Linked DNA regions of Rattus norvegicus: region 2 is linked to region 1. Evidence: chromatin contacts called from public Hi-C data. All regions are on one chromosome and are shown on one strand. The core of a region is the stretch at or near the end of the contact, and the rest is flanking DNA. Distances in the headings are between cores, read along the strand shown.

Evidence for each region. A called contact is a pair of places that touch in the nucleus more often than the background predicts.
Region 2: a contact with region 1 is called in a Hi-C map of kidney, with 6 times the contacts expected there. The contact joins two enhancer-like sites. A contact is called at or near these places in 9 of 12 Hi-C or Micro-C datasets (Schwann cells, frontal cortex, hepatocytes and 5 more).

The regions. Positions count from the first base shown.
Region 1 is chr9:97,373,416-97,377,056 of GRCr8, forward strand. No RefSeq gene overlaps it. Among named protein-coding and RNA genes, the nearest start is that of Agap1, 110 kb to the right of the region's middle. Within about 2 kb of position 2,051, at least 21 of the 93 cell types and tissues checked have an H3K27ac peak or open chromatin away from gene starts, as enhancers often do. A contact at or near this core is called in kidney, where this site is marked.
Region 2 is chr9:97,661,494-97,664,741 of GRCr8, forward strand. It overlaps Agap1 (ArfGAP with GTPase domain, ankyrin repeat and PH domain 1), which reads left to right. Exons shown (of 18, transcript NM_001401593.1): 6 at 2,692-2,826. Among named protein-coding and RNA genes, the nearest start is that of Agap1, 180 kb to the left of the region's middle. Within about 2 kb of position 1,303, at least 1 of the 93 cell types and tissues checked has an H3K27ac peak or open chromatin away from gene starts, as enhancers often do. A contact at or near this core is called in kidney, where this site is marked.

The DNA.
Region 1 (3,641 bases), core at 801-3,300:
TACACACACACACATACACACATACACACACACATACACATACACACAAATACACACACATACACACACATACACACACATACGCACACATACACACACATGCACACACACACACACACACATACACACACGAACACACCTAAACACAAATAGACACAGCAAGAAAATATTTTTACGAGGGTTAGAGAGGTGGCCCAGGTTTGACTCCCAGCACCTACACAGCAGCTCACAAGCTCCAGTCCCAGAGGATTCGTCGCCCTCTTCTGACCTCCAGAAGTACTACATGCATAGCACATAGACACACAGGTAGGCAAAACATTCACCCATAAACTTAAAAGAAAGAAATCATTTTTTAGACATCCTACTATTGATATAAAGCTTTTTTTAACATTCAAACAAAATATAAGATACTCTGATCTATCCGTACAGCATGAGTACCACCTTAACTTACACTAAAAAAAAAAAAAAAAAACACTGCTCACTGTACACATCTATGAAGAAATATCCAGGCCAATCGAGACATCTAATTAATTAATCTACATTAGCTAAAAAAAATCTACATTAGCCACAAACAAAATAATCCTGAAAGGTCTTGGGCCCCAATCCATAGCTATACTCTATATCAATGTATAGAGTTGGCTGGCCCACAGGGAACTCGCCCAAATTGTGGGGCCATGAGCACCATGTTTTTTGCTTGTTAAGCATAAAAACCACATCCCAGGCTGACACAATGAACAATATCAGTTAGCAAGAAGCAGAACAACAGAAGCCAGAAAGCACGGTTAGTATATGTAAGGACTTTCCCAGCCGCATTCTGAGACCATTGACGTAGCCTCTGTTGCTGCGTTAGCAGTGAACTAGGTCTTTGTTTCTGCTTTGACAGGCCTCCATGTTGGGTTCCAATGTCTGAAGGGGCTTTTATCATGGTGTCAGTTGTGCTAAGGTCTGGAGGTCTACTGAGGTCTGAGGGCCTGTTACAATAACCAAAATTGCTATAAGGGCTCTCTACAGTTTCTCAAATTATCCCAATTTTGGATATTTTTGTTATCTCCTGCATTGATTTGCTTCCTCTCTAACCAGAAGCAATTTTTGGAGAGAAAGGTTTGGTTGGCTTAGATTTCCACATCACTGTCCATCACTGAGGGAAGTCAGAGCAGGAATCTAGAGACAGGAACTAAAGCAGAGGCCATGGAAGAATGCTGTTTATTGGCCAGCTCAGAATGTTTCCTTATAGAACCCAGAACCATCAGCACAGGGGAGGTGCCGCCCACAGTGGGCTGGACCCTCCCACATCAATCATCAGTCAAGAAAATGACCCCACAGACACGCCCACAGGCTGGTGTAGTGAAGGCAGTCCCTCCACTGGGGTTTCCTCTTCCTGGAAAACCTTACTTTGTATCAAGTTAACAAGGGGTAGACAGCACATCTGCTTAGTGCTTAGTGGGGGTGTCTGTGAGCTTTCAGATAAAAACTAGAGTTAACTAATTTACAACAACCAGGCAACAGGTTTACCCTGGGTTGAGCACGTAGGGTGGCTTTCCTGTCTCATCCGGTTTGAAAGGCTACTCTCACTTCTAATTAACATTCCTATTCCTCTTAAACCCCATTCACTGTCCTACTGGATACTGGACTCGGTCCAGTAATCAAAAACCCACTTGGCTTCTAATAAGGGAAGTGAGAAGTGACCCACAAAGTGTGGCGTGTGCGATTGTTTCACAGAGTGGGCATCAACTCCAACAAAGAGATGTTTAATCTCACCTGCCAGACTGGACTGATCAGGAGGGCAGGGAATCTTCAGTGTCAGCAATAAAGCTCAACGTTTCAAGACCTCTCTGGTAGCCTGTCCCGGGACTGTCTGTGTGCTTGGAGGCTTAGCAGCCTTTCTCTTGCTGATCAATGCCAGCCGTCTTTCTAACTGTCGCTGTCCTTGCTGCCTTGCTGTCTGGAGCTGACCATGATCTGTGAATATGGTTTGCACAGGGCACGGGGAGGTACTCTCTCCTTCAAGGGTGTGGACAGTGTTGCTACCCTGTTTCCCCTAGGGTGGCGCTGTTGTGCCATTGAAGCGGGTGGCAAGGCTTTATAGATATTGCTCTGAACCGCTGGAGTCCAGGAAAGGAGTGGTCCCCACAGCTGGGATGGGCTGGAGCCAGCTTGTCTCTGCTCACACAAGCCAGTTACAACACTGATACGAAACACCACCAGAGCTTTTATGAACCAGGTCTTCGGCCATTGGCAGCTAGAAATCAGAAGGAAGAAAACATCTAAGCTACCAGACTCAGTCAGCAAAAGCAAAGCAGTTTAAGAGTGTGGGATTCAAAGCCCTCCCCTGAGGAAGGCAATTCTCAGATCATTGTTGAACGCTTGCCAGTGGAGCTGGATCATCCCCTGGCTACCCAGAGTACCTGAAAAGTTTACCTGATTGTTTTCTTGGGCTGTTGAAGAGGACCTGGTTTCCCAGATAGAAGCCAGGGCTCCGTCAGAAGTTAACTCCTCCAACTGGTACCAGGAAACAGGACTCCTTTCTGCTCCCCTGTCGTTAAACAACATTGCCTAAGAGATGTCTGGGATGGATGGCTGCGTTTTAGTTTTCTTCACTTTCTAGGTTGTTGCTCTGAGGATTGGTACAATGGCCTGGGAGGCAAAGGTATGGCTGAGGTGAGTAGCTAATGGGTCCACTCCATGTTCTACTCCCTGGAGAAGAGGTGCACTTCCGCCGAATGCTTAAATGACATCCAAGATTAATTATGGACAAGATGGTGACAAATACATTAAAGGTGGATTAAACCCTCCTTTTAATATAGTCTTGGACTTAACCTCGCCACAAAGTCCATTCTGTCTCTGACCCCAGCACATGCTTTGTTTCACCTAAAGGCTTTCTGCTAGGAAACCAAAACCTTCAGGGAGCCACAGACGGCCAGGAAGTGGTGTGTAAATACCTGGTGGTGTGTCCGGGCTGTTCTTTCATGTTACCCAGAGTTCCAAGCTGCTGAAGGTCCAGTGTCATTGGCTGAGTGAAACAGAATCTTGACCCTACACAGAGCTCTCTTCCAGAGGCATTGGACTACCATTTCTTTTACTAACGTGTGTTCCTGAGTACTTGATCACTGTATCCTCCAGTTCATAAAGGAGCCAGAACTTCTCAGAGACAGAGATATCAAAGCACGGCTTGTGGGGTCCGTTGGACATCGGAACCCCATGCTGAATGTCGGCCTCAGCATTGAACACACACTTCTATCCAATAAAGATACCTTCAACTCTAAACCCCTTAACCTAATTTTAGACTGAAGACTGAGTAGAGAACCAGTGTCTGGAGGGCTCTGTGAGAGTTTTCAAGTAAGCACCAAGTAGGCTGGTCAGCACAATGAAGGCTTTTATTCTCGCCGTCCAGCTTCGATAGCTCTGAAGACATTTATAGCCCACTGTTTCCTTCTCGATAACCCATTTTAAAGATATCTCATTTCCCCATGGCTGTTCCACTAGGTATCACACAAGTGTGATCTCCTCAAAAATAGCAAAACAAAACTGTTAAAACACATGGCCAATATCATCCTTGTATTGAAAGATTAAAGCATCCCCTTAAGACCGGGAGGGAGCCTAGAGTCCCAGGAGAGGTGGTAAAAATGTTCTAAAACCTGACT
Region 2 (3,248 bases), core at 53-2,552, 290 kb after region 1:
CACAGAGTTGAGCTTTCCTCACTCACCCTTGCTATTCCCCGGGATCTCATGGCCTCAGCTCTGGTCAAAGACTCACTCTCATGAATTGGCCACTGCACTCCAGCCAAGGTTTTAAGCAAAATTGTAGTATCCCTTCCTGGCTTTTCTAAATTTTGAGCTGTTACTGCTGTTTCGTTTGGAATTAGTAAATCTGGTATTTACCAGCTGAAGTGTAGTCAGGGTTTGAGAGCCGTGTAATGAGGCACTGCCTGCCTGCCCTCAATATGTCACTTGTAAAATATTAGAGTTGTGTTTCCATGGAGACCACCATTTCTCCCTTTCTTTTTCCTTTTTTTTGGGGGGGTGGAGGGGGTGCTGCGGGATGCGTGCAGTGGTCTCCTGAAACCCGCAGCACCAAACTGCCATCCAGTCTTAAACCAGAGAGGATTTTTGGTCCTATAGCTCCCTCTGCTGGCCACCTGGAGACAGTGCTTTGGTTCTTAATGGACAATTGGCCCTCCTGTCTTCATGGGGTCCAACAACAGGGGAATTAAAATACAGGTGAGACACAACTGTAGTCACAGCACTAGGGAGGTTGAGAAAGACAGATTGCCACTGAAGGCTAGCCTGGGCTACAAAACTAGACTGTCGAAAGTACAAAGCAGTGTCCTGGTGTGGTGCTCCTTGCCTTCAATAGCACGCTGGTGGAGCTCTCTGTAAGCTCAAGGCCAACCTGGGTCTTTGTAGCAAGAAATCAGCTGTACTGAAGCTGTAACACACGCCATGTAGACGTTGTAAGATGAAGCAAGCAGGCAGATGACACAGGGCGTGTCAAGCATCACACCCTGTCACGGAAATGGCTGGAGCACCTGTGACTGTGTGTACCCCAGGAATCCTGAAACCTGCTCCCAGAGCATTGCCACTGTGCAACACGGGAAATACAGTTAAGGTGCCTGCCCTGGAACGTCCTCAGGTGGCCTTTAAAGCCAGTACGTCTCCCAGCCAGGTTTTCCCCACCGCGGTCTTAGAGCAGAGGAGAGGAGTTCTGAAAGAATGCTTTGCCTATGGCCGACTGGGCAGTTCCCAGCAGCCGTCTTCCCAGCAGCCGTCCTGGTGTGTAAGGCTGTGTGGGCCTGCATCTGAGACACAGTGTCTTCCCATTGTGGATTCAACATGACTTGTGGCTCCTGGCTGGGCTGGAAAGAACAGCTGCATTTTCTCATGCCCGCCAGTGTTTGTTTCTGTTAGTGGAGTAGAACGGAGTGGACTAAGAGTTCAGACTTTACCCCACACACCTAGTCCAGAGCTAGTGTGGCCAGGAGGCCTGACCTTTGCCCCTCAGTGCTCAGGGTGGGGGAATTGAAGAATGGATGGAAGTCATACAGCCTTGTGTCCAGCCAGGGTCAGTGGACACAGGACTTGACCTTGACAGACGTTTTATTTTTATCGCCTTTATCTCAGCATGGAACCAGCTGTTGTGAGACCCTGCTTGGACCTTGTTAGTAGATTGAGGGACTGAGGGGCTGAGGGCACCTGTGGCAGGAAGCTGGACTGTGTGGCTCCCCATGATCTGCTCTTAGTACCCATGTGCTATGTGCTCGGTGAGCTCCTGAGACACCTGTGCCAACTCTGGGGATGTAGGCAGCAAGACTCTGAGGTGATATGAGACGGTACCCGAGGTTTCCTTTCTGCTGGCTGGGGTAGGTGGTTTTAGAGGCCAGGGGTGGTTAGGGAAAGAGAGCGCGAGCGAACTGAAAACCCTTAGGGAGACCTGACCTACAGGAGGCCAGTGCCAAGAGATGGTGCCCAGCTTGGTGTAGCTTCTAGGATAGGGATGGCCTGTGCTTGTTCACATGGGTGAGTGAAGGGCCCCTCCAGAGCTCTTTAGACCAAAGACTTGCAAATTAGACGGATTAGGAGATGTGGCGTCAAGACACTGGCAAGTTAAAGTGTATGCATGAGAGGCCAGGTGGAGCTTAGCTGAGCTGCGGGTCCAGGGCACCTCTGTGACACACTGACCTGAATTCATATGTGGGTGGGGTATCTGCAGGTTTGTCAGGGCCCCAGGCTGGATAAAATGTGGGCTGGGTGGAGGCTTGGTGGCCTGTGCTTCCCAAATTAGACAAAGGCTTCCAAAAATTACGGTTTTAATTTTTTTCCTTCCTATTTTACTTCAAAAACAAAACGGTCACACCTTTACAAAGGACCTTTTCCCCACTTGTTGCAGACATGTCAGATGTACTTACTGTTGGGCGAGACGGATGGATGTGTTCTTTGGACTGTATCTGAGGAACTTTTGCTGGGGAGGCTGTCGTCACATGGACACTGAGTGTCCCAAATCACACATTGTTTTTGTTTTTTGTTTTGTTTTTTGACACACCAAGTGAGCCTAAAGGGTAGGCGTATGAGTCTCTCTCCAAGTGGGCCTTGAACTCAGTCCTCCTACCTCATCTAACTAAATGTTAGGACATGTGTGGGCCTCCTTGCCTCGACCATTCTGTAGCTTGCGTTGAGCCTAATTTTGAGGGTGAACTATTTTCTGAATCCCAACTTCTGGGAGGAATGACTTCTCCATGGGCTTTGCTGGGTTTTGAGTTGCAGGGGCCCCCAGAGCTTCAGGAAGCAACTGGCTGTGGGGCAGGTTTAAGTCACAGGGGCTCTAGAGCCGTGGGAAGCAATTGCTAATGAGCACCCTGTACTTGTCCCTTACAGACGCCATAAGTTCCACCAACCCGAGGGTCATCGATGACGTCAGGGCTCGGAAGCTCTCCAATGACCTGAAGCGGTGCACGTACTATGAGACGTGCGCCACCTATGGGCTCAACGTGGAGCGGGTCTTCCAGGACGGTAAATGCCCAGCTTCACTGCTGCAGGGGTTCTGTGACACACTCTGGGAGAAGAGTCACACGTGGGTGTGGGGACAGAAACCCATGTGGTGTGTAGGCAGCAGCTCCCAGTTCCACCTTCAGGGGCTGCGTTCAGAAGAAGGGACCCTTGATGGCCTCTCTGCGTCACTGTGCAGCCTGCTTTGCATAGGCGAACCAGCTCGTCAACTCCACTGTGTGCGTATGTGTGGCAGTAATTGCTCATTCTTAACCAGACTCTGTCTTTAAGATGAAGGCTTGTATAGTTGTCATTTGGTCCTGGGGAAATTAAACTGAAAGAGTAAACTTGGAACCCCAGAAAGTCAGAACTTGGGACTGAGAGCGTGGGCCAGCCTGAGGAACTGTTACCCAGTTACTGCAGACTGCCCACCTCTAGGGGCAGTG